Regions from separate parts of the Anas platyrhynchos genome. Here region 2 is linked to region 1. The links are chromatin contacts, called in public Hi-C maps. All regions are on one chromosome and are shown on one strand. The core of a region is the stretch at or near the end of the contact, and the rest is flanking DNA. Distances in the headings are between cores, read along the strand shown.

Evidence for each region. Hi-C and Micro-C count contacts between places; a contact is called where the count stands out from the background.
Region 2: a Hi-C map of skeletal muscle shows a contact between it and region 1, with 3 times the contacts expected there. The contact joins two enhancer-like sites. A contact is called at or near these places in 5 of 8 Hi-C or Micro-C datasets (F1 follicle, liver, skeletal muscle and 1 more).

Annotation. Positions count from the first base shown.
Region 1 is chr22:4,556,281-4,561,203 of IASCAAS_PekinDuck_T2T, reverse strand. The region is part of intron 2 of PEX14 (peroxisomal biogenesis factor 14); the gene reads right to left. Among named protein-coding and RNA genes, the nearest start is that of PEX14, 15 kb to the right of the region's middle. Within about 2 kb of position 2,418, at least 2 of the 8 cell types and tissues checked have an H3K27ac peak or open chromatin away from gene starts, as enhancers often do.
Region 2 is chr22:4,840,760-4,845,682 of IASCAAS_PekinDuck_T2T, reverse strand. The region is part of intron 3 of LOC119713428 (a long non-coding RNA gene); the gene reads left to right. It overlaps LOC139999276 (a long non-coding RNA gene), which reads right to left. Exons shown (of 3, transcript XR_011804644.1): 2 at 4,818-4,923; 3 at 2,545-3,211. Among named protein-coding and RNA genes, the nearest start is that of CASZ1, 41 kb to the right of the region's middle. Within about 2 kb of position 2,097, at least 2 of the 8 cell types and tissues checked have an H3K27ac peak or open chromatin away from gene starts, as enhancers often do.

The DNA of each region.
Region 1 (4,923 bases), core at 1,169-3,668:
TGACAGCTACCAGCAATACAGCCCGGCACATTCACTAGTCAATATAGCAGCTGCAGCGAAAAGAATGCCCTTGTAATAATCCATACGGCAGCCAGTTAAAATAAATAACTTCCCTTTAACAGTCTATATAGCAGCCAACTGCATTAAAACCTTCCCTTTTAAGGTCTATACAACAGGCAGCTAAATGGAAAAATTGGCATCCTTCTTGGCAGCTTCAGAGGGAAGGCAAGCATCGAATGGACTGGACTGAGCTCTCCCCTCCTCTCCTGTCCTGGGGGTGAGGGGGGTCCCTGCCACGCCGTGCTGGCGAGGAGTCCTGCAGTGCTGCTAGCCCAGCACAGCGCTGAGTCCTGGGAGATGATTTAAGTCCCAAAGCCAACACTCTGCTGTCTTTGGCAACCATTACATTCCCTTTAAGAAATAAAGACCAAACCTTCTTCTTTCCCGATCAGAATAAAGGATCGGGTACACAACAGCTGGGCAGGAGTAGCCAAATGTTCTCGGAGCAGCGGCAATGGGGCTTTGCCCAGCACTTCCACCCTCAGAGAGATGCCCCACCTCAGCCTACGAGCAGAACCCAAACTTGAACCCTCCATTTTAAATCAGCCCCTGTTTTTTTGTTTTGTTTTTATAACTCTCTAACAAGAAGGAACAGGCTGAGGTGGGCTAGGAGCGTACCTCCCTTGGACGATACCCCAGCACTTCATTTTGCAATAGCAATTGCAAAAGATCATAATATAAATCATGGCAATAAACAGTTGCAAAGCATTCAAACCTGCAAACTGAACTGGAGGAAAATCTATGACCACGATGAATTCTGTCGTAAGGCAGAATACAGTTTTTATATTTGTATAAAAATACCCAGTTTTTATAACTAGGGTCATATTCTCGTGTATACAGACTTTGTACTTATGTAACTCCACTCTTCTGTGATGGAGTGGCTGTAGATTTTCACTGCGAGTTAACTGACTTCCAGAACAAACCTGCAGAATTTTGGCAAATTAAAACAACACTTCTTGGGGCAGATTAGAAAGTAAAACACCCAAAAAACGACCATAAAGCACTTAATATTAAGCTTACAGTTTACAAACTGTTGTACAAGCAGTGATAAATCACTAGAAAGTAAAATGTGTACGTATTTTCACATTTTCCATACTGCTAACAGATTTTATTGATAGGGAATTCTGCCACTAAAATACTACACTTGCTGGTTTCCTATAAAAGAAAGGAGATGGCCGAAAATTTTGTTAGAAATTGAAATGATAAAGCAGGAATGGCATCTATTCTTTAAAACTCCACAAATGAAAAACATCTGTCTGCTTTCCTTTTGAGGAACCTGTCCCTTTGGGTATATATTAAAAAACAAAAACATAAACCAGGGGCCGACAATCCCACCAGATGTTTGGCACCTGGAGCTTTTTCAAGTAATTGATCAAGAAAATGAATATTTTTTTTCAGGTAAAAGGGGAAAAAAAAAAAAGCTTTAAAACCTTTCACGCTGTCAATGCTCTAATTCATTTTATCTCAGACTTTAAGGGAAGACTGCAGCTACAAACACATTCCAGCTTATAGCCTCCCAAATTAAAAATAAATACACACCACCCCTACTCCAGAAGTCAGGGTTTGAAGCTTTGACCATATTTTGCAAAATGACAGTTATTAAAAACAACAAACATGCATCGCAGTGAGTCATCTGGTTTCCAACTTCTGAGTCAAAAGGGGCTGATTCCACACAAACTGAAACCTGGCTCTCCGACTACTTGCATGTTTAACGATTTGTATCTCTGCACCACAGCTTCAGAACAGGATGTGGAAGAAAAGAATGAAAAGGAGATGGGAGAAAGGGGAGGGGAGGGGAAGAGAAGAAACACTTCTTTACTGGTCCCAGTGTCATTGCAAATAAAGACCACGTCAAGATTTAAACCATAATAATGGAAAGGCTATAAAGGTCCCTGCTATAATGTTTCCTCTGATATTCCCTTTCATAAATGCTCTCTTTATGTTGCATGCTTTGCAATAATACATGTAATGTTTGTGAACTAGCCCCGCTGGGGAAGCTGTATCATATGAAGCTTCACAGAACACAACATTAGAAGGCAGACAATTCATTTCCCAGTCCCCCAGCCTTTGTCAGCTCCACCTATCTTCTTGAAACGAATGCAGCCAACGTGAGGAGACAAGTCATCTAAAGCAACCTCCAGATCTGTTTCGCTGGAAACGGATCTGTATGTTCTCACTCCTGGACACGCAGTACGGAGCTACCTCTGCTCCCAACGCAACACCTCCCTGGGCTGGGCTAAAAGCCTCTTCCCAGGCCCAACATGTAGGAGCAGGAACCCTGAACTCGTTCACAGCTGTGCCAATCGGATCGATAGCATCCTGAGCTTCCTCTTGGCAGAGACCGTGAGGAACATCAGTGCCAAGAGTATCTGAGGCACAGATCCCTGCCAGCACCAGTGCTGTGAGCCTCCCGACGGCACTGCTTAAACACATGCAGCAGGGCAGTGGCTGCAACACCTCTCTCAGCATGTGTGTGCATAGCAAGAAGGGCCAGCAGCAGGCTGAGACCTCTGCAGGCCCGGCAGAAGCACAGGGAAGACCTCTGTAAGAATTTCGGGTCAGGACAGAATCCCATGTGGCTTTAACAGTGAATTCCCAAGTGACCTGAAACAAGCACTCTGAAACACACCGGTGCCTGGGGCGCTGACCACTGGAGTGAGACCCAAATTCATCTTTCTGAGCCCGTGGCAACCTGATGTTGAGAAAGGGGTTGTCAAAAATACAGCGTCAAGGGGGAGGGGGGGACTCATCTCAGTCTTGACTGTAATTCTCAATCACCGCACAGAAAGTATTTATATCCTGTTGGCAGCGTGTGTAACCAATGCGACTCTTCGTGTCAGAGCTGTCAATTACAGCCCTGACTTATGAGGAAAGATTAAATGAGCTAAATATGTAGAGCTTGGCTAAGAGACCGGGATGGGGGTGGGGAGAGGAGAAATGATGTGATAACTGTCTGCAAACATCTGAAGGGTGCAGATGCTTAAAGAGGAAAGGAATCACTTGGGGTGGCACACAAACAGGAGAAGCAAGCTGGAGGGGAGACACAGGAAACTCTCGCTGCATGGCAGGGATGCTCCATCCCAGGAAGGCGTGCTGAGCTGCACAACTGCATCCCAAGGAACAGCTGACAGCAGAGGACAATCCTGCTCTGACCAAGAGATAGAACACAATGTAAAAAAGCAGGGCACACTGTGAGCGTGGCTGGTGATATGAAGTTATCCCTCATGCTTCTTTCCAGCTGTAAAATCCCCTTACTAAAGAGCTATGCATACTGTCATTGCTACTTTTCCAGAAATGCATTTGTCAAATGCATTGTCAAAAGCCATGGTGTGTTATGGGATCACAACTGGGCAGAAGACACGGTCTGTACAATCACGACAGGGCAAAGAGCTATGCACACACACTCACAAAACAAACAAAGCCCCAAATGATTAAGACGTTTGGAAGGATTTGCAATTGAAGTGACCTCCAGAGAAACACAAGAAAATTGAGCAACAGGGAAAGTCTTCTCTAACGAGCTGCTTAGGAACTCCCAATCTATGAACTACAGTGACTCTCAACTTTCTAGTTTTACAAACCTCACTTCTGAAGGTGTTGGCATCAGAAGTATCTGAAGGATGTATTCCTGCTCATCAAAGCTAGGGAAAGTTCTTTCAAGTTCCTGAATAATTCATTCTGCCTTTTGTGCCTCAGCTTCCATACTTTAACGTGATGAAGATGCAATGTATGCTTTGCTCTGAGGCACTACAAAGACGCTGTAGCTATTGCAATTTTTTCTTACAGTGTGATCTCCCAGGTAAAAGTAAGAGAATGCCAAGAAATTAAGAAAGTTATTACATGTAAGCAGTTATAATCTCATGAAAGTCGCTAGCAGTGACAAGACTAACTCTTTGATTGCAGTAACAACAACCCAGACAGCAGCTGGATAAGGGCAAGAGGAGTCCAACTGCTCAGTGGTATTAGAGGAGAGGAATTAAGAATCTCTGGCAACACTCTCCAGGTTAGGAATTTAATAACATGGAGTCAAGAGGCACTCTAAAGAACGAGTCTCCTACATAAAGTTATTTCAAGAAGCTAAAAAGGCAGACACTCCTGTGAAGTTCTTAAGCTGGTCCCTCCTCTCCCTAAGCGGAAAGAACTGTGGGCAATTGCTGCCCTCTACAAGTTGTTTTGCACATAGCATATTTTCCACGCACACAGAGCTGAAGTGATACTATTATCTCACCTTGATCCCGTAACCCATCATTACCAAAGCACACACACTGCAGGCGCCTCCTTGCTGTGTGCCGCCACCTGTTTGAAATTAAAAGGCACCCTTCCCAACAGCTGGGGTGCACACAACAAAGTGCTCCCAATCCTTCTGAGCAGGCAAAGAGCTGGGCTGCCAACGAACACAGAGCAACCAGCTGGCAGCAAAGCAGACCCTGATCTATAAAAAGTTCCTTGTAGGTGTAGCGTGTTTATGCCTCCAAAACATCCTGTGAGCATAAACAGAGAAATGAAATTCATTTTTCTCAAAGGTAAATAGCAAGCAATGTTAAATATTTTCTAAGTGGGTGCCAACATTTTTTTTTCCAACGTCACAAATCACCAGAGCTCCTTTTCTGCCTTCAGTGAGAGCTGGGATCTCCGGAAGCCAAACCATACCTAACGTTAAAGGGATTGCAACTGAACTCCCAGTACATTAATTTCCTTGCATGTTTTGTAATGAGCAACTTTGCCTGTAAGGAACAGCTTTGCCAGAGTATCATGACTATTTCAAAAACATCTTAAAAGTCTTCTGAGCAGTAATAGTGGTTTATCTGAAAAGTGAGAATTGCTTTCAGAAATTTTTTCTGCATGAGTACATAGAACAACGCTGTT
Region 2 (4,923 bases), core at 848-3,347, 280 kb before region 1:
CCTCCCCCGGGCACTCCCTGGCACCACGGCCGCCTTGCCCAGGGTCTGCAGGGGGCTGTGGGCACGAGGGCAGCGCCGCCGAGAGCTTAGACTGACGTTTCTTTGGGGATAGAGGCTGCTGGGGGCTCCCAGGTTGCAGGGTAGCAGCCCTTGGGTCTCGAGCTACAGAAGCCCAAGGCTTTTGTTCCCAGTCCCAGGGGTCTCCCCTCCTCCCAGCTCTGTTACAAGGCACTAGGAAAACACCATAGCAAATTCGACGGAGCTGGGCTGGCTCTTGGTGCTCGGAGCCTGTTTCAGGGCCTGGCGAGCATCCTGAGAAAGAAATCCCGAGCCGTGCACTCTGCCCCAGGCGCTGGTGCTTATCACCCCTGTGTGGGCCTGACGCAGCCCAGGAGCTGGCAGCAGCCTGGGAGCTCCCACAGCTCTGCCCCGCATCGCCTCCTGACCTGCTCGTCCTGTCCTGGCTCTGTCTTTAGCTCAGGCTGCCAGACGGCTGCTGGCTTACAGGAGAGCACAGGCCACTCCGAAACCATTTCTTCCTCCGTCACCTGGGCCTGAGGTCGCTCACGTGAAAGCCTGGGATCAGAAGCTTTCTGCCGCGCTCCGGTTCAACCCCCTGCCACCAGTGCCAGGCACCCGGGGCAAGCCCCAAGGGGTGTCTGCGTCCCTCCTGGCCCCGTAAATGACAAGGGAGGAACTTGCAGGCCCAGGAGAGGTGGGGAGGGGGCATTGTGCAGAGCTGAAGGACCGGGGGGACAGTGGGCACATCCCTGAGCCTGACCCTTGAGGACACGGTGCTCAGAGGGGTGTCGTGGTGCCCTGTGGGTGCTGTGCAGCCTGCCTCCAAGCCCTGTGCTCCTGCTGCTGTGCCACTGCTCGAGGCTCACAGCACGGGGACCTAAAACCTCTCCGAGTGTCCTCCTGGGGGTGCAGCCCTTCTGGGGGGCTTCTTGGTGTCCTTGTGCATCGCGCTGGGGTGCGGGGGGCAACAGGGGAAGCGTCACTGTAACCCCGGCCCTTCCTGCACTGCTGCCTGCCCCGAGCAGGGGTTTGCGGGGTGGCAGGGGCAGCCAGCTGCAGGGAATTAACGCCTCGTGCTCAGGACACGATCCAAAACCCCAAATCCTCCAGTAAAAGTCAGTCTGGGGATGGTGCATTTGGGGGGAAAGAGGTGAGCCCGGTGGGGCTCCTGCGACGTGGAGGTTTCTCTGTGCCACTTCTGCACCGCACCCTGCAGCTCCCAGGGACACGGCAGACACCTCCCGCACCCCGTGCTCCGAGAAACGCCTTCCCCTGAGATCCCTTTGGGGCAGCCCCTTCCTTTTTTCCTTCCTTCCTCCCTTCCTTCCTTCCCCCTGTCCCCTCGGTGTCCGGGCGCTGTGCAGCAGGGGGCGCCCGGGGCACGCCGGAGCGGCTCGGCACGGCCGGGCTCGGCTTGGCACGGCCCGGCACGGCTGGGCTGGGAGCCGCAGCCCGGCAGGCAGAAGCCGGCCCAAATTTTGGCAGCTCGGCCGGCCCGAGAGCGGCCCGGCGAGGCGTTTGCGGCTGCAGGTACCGCCGGCTGCTCCTGCCCACGAGGGCTGAGCGCAGCCCGGTTATATAAAGTTTAATTAGAATACTTGGCTCTCGCGAAACGCTTTCTATCTGGAGATCTCAAAGTGCTTTCTAAGCATTAAACAAGCCTCGCAATGCCCTCTCCTGTCTTCATGTGGGAGGGTTTGCTACACCCTTTTTTTTTTATTATTATTTATTTGAAATGCTGTCAGGAGAAACTGAGGTGCGGAGATGGGAAACGACTTGCCTGGGATCAGCCAGCAGGTCAGTGGCAGAGCTGGATGCACGACTGAGAAGTCTCCTTGATTCGTTCCTGGCTTTAATTCCTCGGAGTGCTGCCTTCCTCTGGGAGCAGCTGTGCCCTGAACCCACCGGGTTTGGGATCTGAGTGGCCCTGTGCTGATCCCCAGGGAAATGCCTCGACAGCCTGCTCTGCTCCCAGCAGGGTTTTTTTTTTCGGGGGCTATTCCCCCATCCCTGCCCGGAAAGTTGTGGCCTGAGCCTGCCCACGGTGGCTTTTCTCTGTTTAATCTCATGGACTGCTGGCAGGAAGGAGCGGGGCCTCGGCTCAAGGTCTCGCTATCAGAGGCTGGGGAGCCAATTTGGCTGCAGTGCCTCTGTACCTCAGAAGGGACCATTCCCTGGCATCTCCTTCTCCTTCCCCATCCCCCTGCATGAAAGGTCAAGGAAATGAATGGGACAGCGCGATGTGCGAGCCTGTAAATATTTAGCAAGCCGCTCGCTTTTACATTGCAGATTTTGCTCCGTGGGCATGGCCGTTAATATCAGTGAGACATTAGCTCCGAAAAGCGCCCGTCACACTGTTAACACTGAAAGTGCTCCGTCAAAGCGCCTCACCATGAATTACGGGACTCGAGCTTTCTTTATTAGCCCGGAGTTTGTACAGCAGAAACATCAACCTCAGACCCGCGGCGGCGGGAGAGAAGCCCTGGGAGGAAATGAAAAGGAAAGAGCTTTACCTGCAGAAGGGTAATGCCCTGCCAAGGGCTGGGACGGGGAGCAAGCTCTGCTTCCACGCGGAGAGCTCACCTCGAGAGACTCCTAAAAGTAGCCCTGATCTGTGCCACCTTTATCAGAAGCCACGTTATGAGCAGGATGATTTGGGGGGGCGGGGACGGCCGTTCCCTTGGCTCTGTCGCTGTGGCTGCGGAGATTTTTTTTGTCTCGGGGTAGGGGTGGTGAGGTTTTGGTGCTAGGGGAACCTCTCGGCCCCAGCCCCCCGACTGCAGCCGCTCTGCGGTTTCGTGTTGGGCTCAGGGTCACAATTTGACTCAGATTTCGTTTCATTTGCACAAAGACTCATTGACGCCCGGGCCTAATGAACATCAATATTCTTAATGACAAGGAAAAGATCTGTTTTATGGGACTCCAGACAGGCAGCGTCTCCGTGCTCCTTCTGCAGAATCGCAGGAAAATAGCCCCAATCTGCACACATTTGGGTTTCCACCGTTACAAAGTTCGAGCCCCCAACCTCAGAGGAAGCTCCTCAGATAAGAGCATCTTTCTTGGAAACCTCTGTCAAAGTTTTGCAGAATTAACTGCTGCGCTGTCTTCTCAGCCTGTCTTCTGTGTTTCCAATAAGCAATCCAATTACACACATTCTTTCTTTAGAGTTGTGATGATACTGTTGGTTTTCCTGCCAAAAGATTCATAAAAACACGATGGGAGTTTTTGTTGTTTTCTGATTTTTTTTTCTTTTATTTTCCCAAAACTAAAAATTCAAAGGGAAGTATTATGAAAAAAAAATAATAATTGCTGCAACTGAAACACAAGATTGAATGGGCTGCGTTTGTCAGCTTCACTTGCACTTCTGTTTTGTTTTGGGGGGTTAGGTTATGTTTTTTTTTTCCATATAATTTTGCATTTCTACCCTCAGCCTTTTGCATCTTTGGCTACCAGATGTGTCCCACATTGAAGAATTATTTCTCCTCCCTAGAGTGAAATAAATGCAATCAATATGAGTATTGCTCTCAGGGCCTTGAAATATTACATTAATGTTCCATGTGGTGACATTTTAGCTGGAATTTTCAAATACATTATGATGGTTCAAATTAATATTTATCAGATCAGCTTTTATATTTTGCAAAAGAGAGAGAGGGAGAGAGAGAGAGTAAGCATTATTAAAATACAAAATGCAGATGAATTCCAAAATCGATGGTCCATTTTACCAGCACTTTCAAGGGGCTGTGTTTTGCTTTCTGGTTTTGTTTTTAAATTTATTAGTTTTACAGGCAAATCTATTTATCTTCCTTCATTTATTTTTTTTTTCACCCGTTCAGGGTTTTTCAGTTGTTTCTTTCTTTCACTCTTCTTTATTATCCCAAAATGTAAATTATGACGTTAGCTAGGTTTTTTCTTTTTTTTTTTTTTTTCTTTTCAGTGATTAAATCTGCTACATGACATCTTTGTCCTTTCTATAAATTAAATCATCTTTGCTTTCCACCTTTAGCCACTGCCAGCAGCAATACTCTGATTGCCAGCAATAAAAGTCCTCACTTTACGGTCTTTATTTCCTACACAAAGCAAACCCCCCCTCCTTCTTTCCCCTGTGCTCGTGGTGCTTTTTTTTTCCCCCCTTTTTTCGCCAAGGGGGTGGTGGGACTAACTCCTGTTTTCAATGTTTCTCCATAAACAAGGAATTTGCAGAGAGAGATTGTAGAGGAAAAAAAAAAAATCTAAACCACATTCCACTTTATTTCAGTCATTCCTAAACAGATTGTTCTATGAGGTGGAAAATCCAGGCAGATTAATGGTGTCATTTGTTTTGCTTTTTTATATTTCTGTCTCCCCCCCACCCCCCAGCCCCCTTCCCACCACTTTGGTTTGGTGAAAATGTTTGAAAAGTACCTTTTCTAGACTAAATACAGCTTTAAAGATTTGTGGATTATCAGCTGAATTTATTTGGTTGAAACAATGCTGCTTGCAGAATAACCCTCTTTTCCCCCCACATGGAAAATTGTAGGAACTGTCTAGGATCTTACAACATTTCCTTAAAAGCTTTTGCAATTCCTAGCGGAGAATTTTTGGAAGGGTTAATATTCCGGTTCAGAACTGAACACTACTTCCAAACTTTTCCCACTTCCCAGCTTTTTTTTCCCCCGTCTCTGAAATACTTTTGCTGTAAGAACATCTCGTTGTTTGTGGCGTACAGACAGCCACAGGACAGAAACACACAGGTACGTGTGTGCACACGTGTGTACATATTTATATGGATATATAAAAACCTCTTTATGTATGCTTACATACACACTCGCGTGCTCTCCCTTGCTGTCTCTGGGTGTATAGATGTACATACTCCAGGCTGCCCTTCCTATTTTCCTTCAATGCTGATCTGGGCAAAAGAACGAC